Linked DNA regions of Mus musculus: all the other regions are linked to region 3. A link is a contact called in public HiChIP or PLAC-seq and promoter capture Hi-C data. All regions are on one chromosome and are shown on one strand. Each heading gives the region's core, a stretch centred on a gene start, on an enhancer-like site or on the middle of the called end of the contact. The rest is flanking DNA. Distances are from core to core; before and after follow the strand shown.

Region 1 (4,112 bases), core at 270-2,769, 530 kb before region 3:
TTACTTTCAAACATGGGTGCTTCCTTCTACAATTGTTTGGGATTAAAGGTGTGTGCTGAAGCTGAGCCACACAACTAGAAATAGGATTTTCTAGTAAACACCACAATCTGAGGACTCAGTGTGATCGAATCTCCTGTCACACCTTCATTCACTTCCTCGTCACCCTGGCCACCAAGCTCTCTTCTCACACAAGGACATACTTGCTTTAATATCCTCAAGGTTGCTGTTTCCTGAATTCAGACTGTTTTATCCCCCCAGTTCTTAGTTCACTCTCCTCAAACAGGTCTTCCCTAGCCACCCTATCTACACACACACATTCCCTCTTTTGACTTTTCTCCTTAGCATAAATTTATCACCATTATCAACATATAGTTTGGCTATTTGTTGGCTGTCTTTCAAACCATAAGTGTATGAGAACAGAATCTGCGTCAGTGATTTAGTGTCACACACCTGTTGTATCCTAAGGGCAGCCAGCAATGTTCTAAAATACAGTTGGCATCCAACAAGTAATAAATAAATAAACAGATGAATGCATAGGATGTGCTAACGTGCTAATCAAACTGAGTCCTCTCACTAGCCAGATCAACTCCAGACCATTTAATGTCTTTAAAGATTATATTCCTTTATTTAAAAAAAATGGGGTTAAGGCTCTTTGTCCTATAAGATTGTTGAGAACATTAAGTAAGTTAACCCATGTCAAACTAAGCACTCTTCCGGCCTAGCAGCCATCTCAATAAGCCGCACTGGTGCTTTATTAAACGTTACTTTGGGATGTTTGTTGAAGACGGGGTCTCGCTATGTAATCCAAGTTGTCCTGAACTCGCTATTATATAGACCTGGCTGTCCTCGAATTACCAGCAATCCTCCTGCCACAGCCTTCCCAGATGCTGGGATTACTACCATTACTCCAAGCTAATGGGCCTGCGTTTGAACTCCTGAACACGCGTAATAAAGGGGAAAACGCAATGGAAACGTTAAGTGAGTGCTTTGCCTTTCATAAATCAACCTTATTGGCCGATCTCCAGCTGAGTCCGTTTAGAAAAGAATCTTAGCTCCCGGTCCCGTACTTCTGGAGAGAGCAAAGAACTTGCTGGGATGGCTCACGTCATTAATCGGAGGATTCAGGAGGCAGAAGCACACGGGCTACCGGTAGCGAATCCGAGGCCAGTTAGGGCTAAAGAGTGAGAGCCCTGTCTCAAAACAAACAGATCATAACTATAGAGCTCCCTGAAATTGGGTTGTTCCCATACCTTTGCACATGCCCTCTGCACCATCCCACTCCTTACCTTTCTCTGTCACCACGAAGCACTGCTTCACCGGACCCACCTGACTGAACAGCTCTTCCAGCTGATCGCTGCGAGCCGAGGGCGGGAGACGGCCCACGAATAAAGTCAGACCGGCCATGAGACCGAGAGACAAGCGCGTGAGGCTGCGAGCACCTCACGCCGGCGCGAGCGAGGGCTGGGATGAGCTCTGGCAGGAAGGCGGTGCCGAGTTGCCGGGAAATTCAGGAAGTCCTCTTTGCTCAAAAGAGTCCGGGAGGAAACGCAGACTGGAAGGAATAGTTCCGGAAAGAAAAAGAAAAATGACGTCCTGGGGGCGGAGCTTCTTGAACGACGGTCTCTGTGCAGTCCCAGCACCGCCCCCGCCACTGGGGGAAACTTGACATCAACAGCTTAAAATTCTCTTAAAATCTTTCATTTAGGAACTCGACCCCAAATTCACCAAAGCAGGCAGAAGTCATTTTCCCCCTAAGCCTGCCCTCATCTGACATAGAGTGGGTGTTCAATAAGTTTTTTTCTGAAGAGTTGCCACATATCACGCGGGGGGAAAAAAACACATATGCAAAACGTCATAGACACAAGCATGTAACATACATAATTTGAACTAGTCACATGTCCTCAGAAAACATGAGACAAACTGTCACTTGGCCGCAGAGACAAATTGTATCTACTAAAATCCCCAGAGAACAAATACTACGTACGAAATCATATTTTCAATTCTTACTGATTGAGCTCCTACTTATATATTAGGAGTAAAATTCATTGCCGAAAAAAAAAGACATGGTCCCTGCCGTCATATAAAATAGAGTCCAGAGTGAGAGACAGACGTTTATTTTTAAAATCTTACAAAATCTCTGCAAGATCACATCAGAGCACACGGAAGCCAAACATAACACCCAGCTATATGCACAGACCTAGGATGCACTGCTGCCCAGAGACAGAAGATCTTCATTTATGTCTGTTTATCAGACAGACTGGAGGCTACCCACAGTGTTTAACACTCAGTGGGCTTCACTGTCTGTCTTACATGGAAAAATGCTGTGCTTGCAGAATGCCTAGCTGCAAAAAGTACCCTAGGCACTTTTAAAGTCTTTACTTTTAAGTTACAACAGCTCAGTAGGTAGAAAACACCACAAAAGATGAAAGGCACAGTGAAAATCCCCAAGAGTTATCCACATTCAATATAATGGATGGACGGATGGATGGATGGATGGATGGATGGATGACGTGTAGGTAGTAGTGGTGGGAGGAATGTGCTAAGCATGAAATTTATGAAGTCCTAGTAGGCTTCAAATAATTAATATGTGCTTTTAGAAAAAGAACCCCCACCACAGTTATATTTTAAATAGATAAATCAGAAGAAAAGGCACTGAAATACAAAACAGATTGTCAAGGCTACCATAAAGTCGATCCTATCTTACATAAAAAGTAAAGTGGGCAAAAGAAGTAGAATCTTTTAAACAAAATTGGTTTGGAATTCCACATCCTCCTCAAGAATCAAATTCTAAGTGGGGCAGTGGTGGCGCACGCCTTTAATCCCGGCACTCGGGAGGCAGAGGCAGGCGGATCTCTGAGTTCGAGGCCAACCTGGTCTACAAAGCAAGTTCCAGGACAGCCAGGGCTACACAGAGAGACCCTGTTTCGGAAAACAACAACAACCAAGAATCAAATTCTATCCTCAAATACAAACTTGTATTGGGGGACCTAGTCATAGCTGTGGTAGATAAAGGGGGAAGAATTTAATATCCATTTGTAATCCTCCTCTCCCCTCAACAAACAAACAAACAAACAAACAACCGTTCTAAATACCCTAAGTCCAATTTTTCCTTAAAGGACAAAGACTAAACTGTTTCCCTACATCCATCAGGGGGCAGCATATACCCATAGTCAGGGTTCTGTGTCCCTCAGAATACACAGTAAAACTGAGCCTTCTCATCTTCCCCTTTATTCAGATGTGGATCCCCCATCTGTCTCCTGCCTCCTCCCCTTCTAGCCATGCATATCAGGAAGGGCATATGGTTCTTCAGCCAAGAATATTTGCTCATCCATCTACTCAGGACTCATGCAGTGTTCTTTATTAAATAGCAGGAGTCATGGAACCCTGCAAGGTGGCTTCCAAGGGAAATAAACTGCAGACCTATCCCTCATCCATCACTGTAGTGAAGCCTGGGAAGGAAAGAAGAGAAGCCTGGGATGTCCTTAGGCTTTCCCTCTGGCTCCACTCCTCACTCTCCCCAAAGGCTGAGCCTTCTATAAGATTAGGTAGTTCTTATTCTCCCCACTTCTCACAACTGTAATAATTGTTTGTGCTATAATGACTCTTCTATTAGTGCTTGCCTTTCCTCTGCATATCAAACATTCATAGTTTGTTTCCTTCTCTGCCTTTTTCAGTCTCATCACCTGATATATTTGAGCCTTCAACAAATAATTTTAAGGGAGTGGATTAATTCATGAATGAATGAAAGTTTATCATTCAGACCCTCCAAGTACCGATATTGAAACTGTAGGATGTATGCATTAGGATCTAACTCTATTCCTTCTGAGAAGCCTGCTTTGGGTAAGAAATAAGGCACAAGATAAAATGCGCAGCTAACTGAAGTCTTGGCTTCTTTGTGTGTGAAAAAGCTAGGGATTTGTTTTAATTTTTAAAAAGATTTTATTTATTTTATGAGTACACTGTAGCTGTCCTGAGCCATACCAGAAGAGGGCATCGGATCCCATTACAGATGATTGTGAGCCACCATGTGGTTGCTGGGAATTGAACTCGGGACCTCTGGAAGAGCAGTCGGTGCTCTTAACGGCTGAGCCATTTCTCCAGCCCAGGGATTT
Region 2 (4,324 bases), core at 983-3,482, 660 kb after region 3:
CAACCAAGAGAACAGGTTGGTGAGATGGCTGCTGTTATGACAAGGACCCACCTAAAGGTAGACAGACAGAATCAACTCCAAAGTTGTCCTCTGACCTCCACTCTTGTGCCATGATAGACCCCTCCAATCACACACACATCTTTTTTTTTTAAATTAAAAAAAAAAATTAGGGGCTGAAAAGGTGACTTAAGAGTTAAGAACAAGTGTTGCTCTTCCAAAGGACGTGAGTTCAATCCCATACGTCTATGTCAGACAACTCACTTCCTGTGACTCCTGCTCTAGGAGACCTATGGCTTTTGGCACACACACACACTCTCCCTCTCCTTCTCCCTCTCAAAAACAGAAGCAAAACAAAACAGCACCCACCCACATCACTTCCTGTTTCTTGCCCGACCTCACTCACGGCCCCTTTGGCTTTTTTTTTTTTTTTTTAATAGGACCTCATGTAGCCCATGCTGGCCTTGAACTCACCACTTATCCAAAGCTGACCTTGAACTCCTGACCCCTCTGCCTCTGCCTCCCGAGTCTGGGTTCACAGCTTTCCATGTTGGCCTTCTAGTGCACAGATGAGCCCTGCTATGGGTGCAAACATTCCCCTCACAGAGGGTACCCCCAGTTTTTCTCCTGCCACACCCTTGCCTCCCTAATGCACTAAATCCAAAGAGCTGGGGACTTTCTTGTCATTTATCCTCATTTTTAACGCCTCAAAGAATGTTTTCTAACTCTGTTGTGATTTTAAGACTGATTTTTTGAACCACGGCACCCATATTTGCCCTCCTTTTACTTTGAAAAATTCCTGGGCTAAGTTTATGGGAACTGAGCCCAGATCACAGCTGACCACTGAGGAGCAAGAGAGCTGGGGCCCCTGCAGACCAGTAAGGTTCAGGGAGAGGATGGAGGTGTGGACCGTGTGGTGGAAGGAGGAGGCCACTGCCCTGTTCATTCTATGCCTTTTACTTTGACCTGTGAAGTGATTTTTCCAGAGACTCTGGGATCCCAGCATTGTGCTCACCTCGCAGTAGGCATTAGGCCTTCTGGCCTCTGATCTGGGGTGCTCACCTGCCTCAACTGGCTTTCTGAGGGGAAAAGAGGCAGGAAGTGGTGCAGCTGACCAGACTGAGCACAGGGAAGGCGCTCCTGACTCCCTGTGGCCTGCTAGTCCAGATCCAGGCTCAAGTGGCCGCAGGATAGATGACTCAGGTAAGCCGTGCAGGCCAAACAGGCAGTGTCCACAGCCCAGCAGGCCGGGCCTATAATTAGCTTGCCTGTTGTCTTCTTAGCACCATCTCCTAAGGGTGGCCCTGCTGGGCCCTGAGCCAAGGCTGGAGGAGGCTGGCAAGAATGTGGTTATCTCACTTGGTGTTTGGTTGCCCAAGATGCTGCTTCCCGATGCTTCTAAAACTGGGCATCGAGCTGAAGTACCAGCACCTCTGCTGATGGGGGAGAGCCACTGGGCGAGAAGAATCCTTCCCATAGCAAGGATGAGCTAGCGAGACATTCTGGGATGTTTTTGCCTGAGCCCAGTGCCCATTTCTTTTCCTCAGACCCAAAAGTCCCTACAGCCTGGAGACACGGGTGGCCAGGTGTGCAGCTAAGGATTGCTTAGCAACCACGTAACAAACATCAGGTCCCTTAGCTCTTAAGCAGCCCTTTGACATAGACACTGACTACTCCTGCCCCTTTTACATATCAAGAAGCAGAGGCCCCAGGAGCTGGCTCAGAAGACAGACTGATAACAAGGGCATCCAGTATTTGAGTCCAGATGGCCAGATCCCGACTGACTCTGAGCTGGCTTGGCCACAACCTGTGTGCCGTCTTGGCTGTCACTCCCCACTCTGACCTTGGCTGAATGCAGGGAGTCAGGCCATAGTCTTTGCAACTTTGTGTCTGGTTCTACCGCTGGACAGGTATGGAAAGGGCACTGGGTGGAAGGCCCTCCCTTCCCTGGCCCTGGACAGCCATGTTTACTTCTGGTTGGGAAGTGTGGCTTCATAGGCACCTGACTGACCTGACGGGGTGGTAATGAACTCATGACCTGTACCACTGACTCACGGGCCAAAGCTGCTTCCCCACTCCATTCCTCAGTTTCCCCGGTGGATCAAGGGGCAGTAATGACCTCTTTGTGTTCCGTGCCGCCATGAATCGGGGTCAGTGAGCATCAGTCACACACCCTGGAATGCTCACAAGGAAAGGGTCATCTGCCGGGCCCGAGCTGCACGGTTGCCCGTGATGACATTGCTCTGGCCCTTGGCCCTGTGGCCACGTCCTCCAGGTTTTGTTACTGGCTTAACTCTGTGGGCTGGGTTTGGAGTGACTCAGCCTGAGTGTTGGTGACACCTTGGGAGGACTGGCGTCAGTGCAGCCATGTGGAGCAAGGTGGCTGCCAGTGGCTCGTCTCCTCTTGTGGCTTTCTCTTCTGGCTTCCCAGTCAGTCTGGTCTTTAGGCATTTCTGCACGCCTCTAATGGTGGATACAATGTCTCTAATGCTGGATACAAGGGATTAGCCCTGAACTTTAAGGAGAGCATCCTCAGGAGTGCCTTTAATCCCAGCACTCGAGAGGCAGAGGCAGGAGGATTTCTGAGTTTGAGGCCAGCCTGATCTACAGAGTGAGTTCCAGGACAGCCAGGGCTATACAGAGAAACCCTGTCTCAAAAAAAAAAAAAAAAAAAAAAAAAAAAAAAAAAAGGAGAGCATCCTCCACTTCTCTGGATCTTCACTAAATACATTCTCTTTCCTCTTCTCTGGGCACCCACCTCCATGCTGTCCATTTTCCTATCACTGGACTGGTCTGTGCTACAAAGCAGGCAGCCCCAACTTCCAGTCTACACTGACTTAGACAAGACAAAGCCAGATGCTGTGGCGAGGCTGGCGAGGTGGTGTCTGCCTTCCATAAGAGCGCTAGGGAGGCACATGGAGGTGGGTCTCTGTGTCTGAGGCCAATCTAGTCTAAATAGAGCAGAGGTTCTCAACTTGTGGGTTGCAACCCAACGTGGGAGGGGTTGTCAAGTGACCCTTTCACAGGGGTCACATAAGGCCACCGGAAAACTGGTATTTACATTACCATTCCTAAGTGTAGCAAAATTAATTAGTCATGTAAAAAGAAAAAAAAAATCACGAGAAACTGTATTAAAAGGGCCACAGCATTAAGAAGGTTAAGAACCACTGACAAAATTTCCAGACCAGACAAGGCTACAAAGTGAGACATTTTCTAAGACAAAACAAAACAAAACAAATCAAAACACCCGAAAAATGATGCAGAAATGAGGGTGAACCATTTGGAAAGGAGAGTTGTCGCCCAGGGCCTGTCCCCCAGTGATTGGTGGCGGTGGGTCCGTGGTTGTTTGAAAGGCAAGCTGGAGTTTAATGTGAAGCACTGGCGGCACCTAATGGCTCTAGTGGGTACTGCTAGTATTACAGCTTGACACTATAGCTAACCTGACCTTGAGTCTGGACTAAATACCTAAGTTTTTGGAAAGTGGGCAGATGCTATGGCTCTCATAAAGGGGAAGTTTTCTAAGTTTTCTAGCCATTTACTACCTCATACGTCACATTTTCCTGGATGTCTAGTTACCTACAGAACACAGATCACTCTAGTTACACACGTTTTTGACCCACATTAGATAAAGAGCAACTTAAAAACTCTGAGTATCATTCCACTATATGAATAAACTACATTACAATAATAGTCCTGGGCTGGGGAGATGGATCAGCGGGTAAGAGCACTGACTGCTCTTCTGAAGGTCCCGAGTTCAAATCCCAGCAACCACATGGTGGCTCACAACCACCCATAATGAGATCTGGCATGTCTGAAGTCAGCTACAGTGTACCTATGTATAATAATAATAAATAAATCTTTGAAAAAAAAACAATAATAGTCCTTTGATTTTTTTTTTGAGGCAATGTTTTTCTTGTTTTGTTTTGTAAGACAGGGTCTCAGTATGTGGGCCATCCTGGAACTATGTAGGACAGACTGGCCTCAGTACACACAGCTTCACCTGATTCTACCTCCTGAAAGGTGACATTAAATGCGCCCGCCACTGTGAATGACTACACTATTTTTTAGATCTATTTTCTGCATATGGGTGTGTGTTCTGCATGTATGTTGATGTGCCACGTGCATACTTGGTGTGAGAGATGACCAGAGGGTGTCAGGTTCTCTAGAACCAGGGTTATGGATCATGTGGGTGGGGAAAACTGAACTTGGGTCCATTTTAAGATCAAGATATGCTTTTAACCTCTGAGCCATTTCCCTGGCCCTTACAATAATCATTTCAATAATTTAAATGATAGTCTCCCAAGCTATACTCTGTAATCAATTACCA
Region 3 (4,209 bases), core at 246-2,745:
CAAATCAATTCAACACAAACTCAGTAATCTGATCTCAAGTCCTTCTACAGCCTCCATTCAGTTGAACACATACTGCATTCTCAGGCACCGCTGCACCAAGCCGGGAAAAGTGATAGGCTTAGTTTCCACACAACACGCGGTTTGCTTTTATCTGTCCAAGCTTCGACACACCTTTTTGTGTCCACCTGGATTTCACGTCCCCACTGTCTCTAAAATCTCATCCTCCTCGTTTCTCCCGCCATGACACCTTCTGGTGCTCAACTTCTTCCAATTACATAATAGTTATTCATGCAGTTATTGTATTTCCACACTGGATTTTGAATCCTATTGAAACAAAATACCAGGGCTAGAGATATGGCTCAGTTATTAAGAGCACTTGTTGCTCTTACAGAGGACCAAAGTTCAGTTCCCAGCACTGACTTAAGGAGCTCACAAATCCCGGTAACTCCAGTTCCTGGGGATCTGACATCCTTTTCTGGCTTCCATCAGCACCTGTGTGCACAGTGGTACACACACACACACACACACACACACACACACTCACACACACACACATTTTAAAAGAATCTTTTAAAGGAGTGAAAGTACCACATTTTAGTGAGCCCCCTTATCAGCCATCTCCGTGTAAGTCATTTGCATGCACTAACAGATTCTTATTTGATCAATGCCTTACGCTGCAGTTTTCCCACTCAACGTTACAAAAAGTGTAGCTTGGGGAATCACGCTATTGATGGCAAAATCAGACTCCTCCCCAGGTTAAAATCGTACTTGTGTAGCTAGTACAATGTACACCACATTGTACTTGGGAGTCAATCTGTGCATATCCTATTAACATGCCAAACACAAAACAAAACAAAATTAAAAACAAAAAACCGGTGTCTCCACGTAAACAAACGTTCTGAGAGGGTTTGGATAGAGAGGTTGGACGGTAATGAGAGAAAAGGATGGTTTGAGAATTCCACTGTTAGGTTATGAGGCTTTTAAAACGAGCATTTAAAGTATTTGATTGCTAAGCAGGGGTATTTATTCTTCTCTTTCTGGTTGTTAGTACCTGTCATTTGTCACTCTGATTTTATTGTCTTGATCCCTGAGGATCAACCTTCTTTTCTATTCCCACAGCGTTTAACGAATTGCTCAACACACAAAGTGCGTACTTGTTGATTTTAACGTACGTGTGTTTGCGTGCGTGCACAGCAACTGGGCAGAGGACGTGGGTGTGGGATGCAGGAAACATTCCTTTTCCTCATTCTTTTTCCCTTAAGCAGCTGCAGCCTGCAGGCTTTCCGTCTAGGCGGGCAGAAGCAGAACCACTGACCCTTTAGCAAGTTGTCCCTCACAGAACAGGTGTCTCCCCCGCCTCTCGGAGGAGAGGGATGGCTGGCTGCTTAGTGACATGGGCCGCCGACCAATGAGAAGTCAGCCTCGGGCAGCCTCACCAATGGCCGTCCGGGGGGCGGGCCCGGTTTCCTGAGAGCCGGGCGGGCCAAGCTGGTCTGCGGCCGCGGTGGAGTCTCCGCTGCTCACGCTGCCCGCCGCGGCTTCAGCGGCGGCGCCGTTCCCTGGCCGCGCGGCTCCCCGACGCACGGTTCGGGCGGCTCCCGGCGCGGCGCGGCTGCCCCGGCGTTCGGGTCCCCGTGGCCCCGCGGCTCCCGCCCCGGGCTGCAGGGCGCACAGGTGGGCCGGTGGCCGCTGGGAGATAGGCCCCCCGGGGGCAGCGGCGGACCATGGCGCGGAGACCTGGCGTGCCGGCTGCCTACGGGGACGAGTTCTCCTTCGTCAGCCCGCTGGTGAAATACCTGCTCTTCTTCTTCAACATGCTCTTCTGGGTGAGATTCGGGGGGTCAGGGGGCACCCGGACTCTCGGGCATCTCTGGAGCGCCGAGGGGGCTGCCTGAGGCTGGGAGGTTTGGCCTGGGCTGCCCGGTGCCCAGGAGCGTGTCGAGTGGTGCTTCGTAGTTTTCTGAGCTGGTGACACTTGGGGGCATTTCTCCGGGGGAGGAAAACCACAGTGGCGCCGTGTCAAAAGGGGACGTTAAGAGGTGGGCAATCATCCTTGCTGCCAGGGATGAAGCTTTAGCAGGGATGAGGATCTGTGTCAGGCCATGAAATAAAAAGGGTTTGGGGAAAGAAAGAGCTGGCTGGACAGCCCCATGGGCATATTTCATGGTTAGGGACTTTCAGGCCTGGGGGCTGGAAGGCCCGACTGGCCATACGGGGCGCGGGGCGGGGGTGGAGGGAGAGAGAAGGAAGAGAAACCCCAAGCCTTCCTTCGCCCCAGTTCCTCAGGGGCTTGTGTCAAGGGACTATATCTGTCCCTTTTGCAGGCCTCGGGTGTCTGCTCCTGTCAGGGCTGAAAAGGGTTAAGAATGGTCTCCAGGTCCGATGTGTACCCCAGCATGGCCCTAAACTTTGCCCTACCTTCTTCAAGACCAGCTTCTCTACTTGGAGCTGACAGGCTTCAGATGATTCAAATAGGATTTTGTTGTTGTTGTTGTTGTTGTTGTTGGGCTGGAAGCTATGGCTCCTTTCAGAATCTTTTGTTTGGGGTGGAAAAGTGTAAACAATATTAACCCCGAGCTCCTGACACCTGGATTTCCGTCCCCTCTCTACCATCCTTATTGATTTGACTGATCTGGGTAAATATGTTCAAGTCCACAGGCCTGCCCTTCCTCCCAGCAAAAATCTAATGCAGTGTATTGGGGGATGGCAGGAGAGGGCTGAGAATTCAGGGGGAGGGGGAGCCCATTAGAGAATGCTAGCTGAGTCCTGTTTCATAGCCAGAGAGTGCGTGGGCCCCTCTGGATTTGATAACAAGGGGAAGTCCTTCCCCATCTCTCCATTCTTCTGCCAGCTTCTACTGCACCAAAGCTGCAGCCCAGAAGCCTATCATCTTTGCCTCTTTCAGCCTGAGACCAATAGTTCAGATTTGCCAGAGGGAATAATAGTGGGCCTGAACGGCCTCCTGGGAAAAGGCAGATCCAAGGCCACTGCTGGAAAGGTTTCACAGGGGCCCTGGTGTGAAGCACAGGCACAGGGTACATAAGTGCCAGCCTATTGGGACAAATGAGAGACATCCCAGAGGGTGGTGATGACGCTCACTCTCAGCCATTGTACTCTTGGGAAGATTGAAGTTTTGGGCTTCTGTCACAGTCTCGGTTTTGGAACTAGAAAATCCAGCAGTTGCTGAACTTCCACGGTTTTATACAGGAGAAAGTTAAATCGCAACAACAGTCAGGATTTTCACCCGTGGCACCAGCTGGTTAGCAGGCTTGGGCTGGTGATTTTCAATTGAGCCAGCATGTGTGTAGGGAAAGCCCGGGACTTGGATGGCTGCTACTGTGGCTGGGGTAACCAGTCAACCCAAGTTCTCTTGGCCTTACTTCTGCTTCCCTGGGAGATTTGAAAACAGCAAAAGCCCTCTCCACCACCCTGCAGGGCTGAGGGAATGTACTAAGGGGAACTCACCACAAAGGGGCAGGCACTAGTGAAACCACCTTCAGTGGGGCCTCACATGGGCTTCCCGGCCGAGGCCTTGCTCCTTTGGAGCCTCACTCTTACCTGCCCTCCTCAATGCCGGCAGCCAGTGCCTCTGTCACTCGTGTTCACGATCTCACAATCGCTTTCTTGGATTGTTTGCTTCCACCCTATGCCCTTTTATCAAACAAATAACTTTGGGAGGTTCACAGTCTGGAAGAGAGCCAAGCTCATAGGCCCATTTACCTTGGTGAAGAATGTAAACTATATAAATAAAATAATAATAATAAAACATCTTAAAGATGTAACCACAAACGCCTCATGAAGGCCTTTTGGCATCTGCACACATGGGTGACAAAATGCTCTCTCACCTGCTTGGAAAGCACTTGGATAAGCATGGTCCCGCCTAAAACCTAAAATAAGATAAAATAAAAAATGCTTTGTTTGAAATCAGAAGCTAGACATGTTGGTACTACCCCCAAATTAGAGCAGAACCCCCATTTTGAACCTACTACAGATGCAAAAATGTTGGTGGGTCTAGAAATAGTGTCTGGAAGGACAAGAGGCCCAGTTTCTTTCTGGCACCCACTTACTGTGTGACGCCAAGCCAACATATCCGACTCTCTGTCCTTAATCTTTTTCCTCTAAAGGAGGAATTTGTCTATTTCTGTGAACTATTTATAGATGAATAAATCACTTTGGGAACTGTTTTCTCTCTCTAAGACCTAAAGGATC

The links. Promoter capture Hi-C pulls out the DNA fragments that hold promoters and counts their contacts. HiChIP or PLAC-seq counts read pairs in DNA pulled down with a chosen protein or histone mark.
Region 1: a promoter capture Hi-C map of pre-B cells shows a contact between it and region 3, with 3 times the contacts expected there. The contact joins the promoter of Rbm28 here to the promoter of Tspan33 in region 3. A contact is called at or near these places in 7 of 39 promoter capture datasets (the 3T3-L1 cell line, 3T3-L1-derived adipocytes, the C10 cell line and 4 more) and 3 of 115 datasets of contacts at active chromatin or transcription factors (bone marrow-derived macrophages, pancreatic cancer cells and pro-B cells).
Region 2: a contact with region 3 is called in an HNF4G HiChIP or PLAC-seq map of pancreatic cancer cells. The contact joins the enhancer-like site here to the promoter of Tspan33 in region 3. A contact is called at or near these places in 10 of 39 promoter capture datasets (the 3T3-L1 cell line, the C10 cell line, cranial neural crest and 6 more), 6 of 484 Hi-C or Micro-C datasets (the N1E-115 cell line, cerebellar granule neurons, cerebellum and 3 more) and 1 of 115 datasets of contacts at active chromatin or transcription factors (pancreatic cancer cells).

The regions. Positions count from the first base shown.
Region 1 is chr6:29,163,205-29,167,316 of GRCm38.p6, forward strand. Rbm28 (RNA binding motif protein 28) reads right to left here and starts at 1,520. Exons shown (of 19, transcript NM_133925.2): 1 at 1,287-1,520. The coding sequence starts at 1,404.
Region 2 is chr6:30,354,594-30,358,917 of GRCm38.p6, forward strand. No RefSeq gene overlaps it. Among named protein-coding and RNA genes, the nearest start is that of Zc3hc1, 34 kb to the right of the region's middle. Within about 2 kb of position 2,233, at least 82 of the 459 cell types and tissues checked have an H3K27ac peak or open chromatin away from gene starts, as enhancers often do. A contact at or near this core is called in cerebellar granule neurons, cerebellum, liver and 1 more, where this site is marked.
Region 3 is chr6:29,692,719-29,696,927 of GRCm38.p6, forward strand. It overlaps Tspan33 (tetraspanin 33), which reads left to right and starts at 1,496. Exons shown (of 8, transcript NM_146173.3): 1 at 1,496-1,826. The coding sequence starts at 1,725.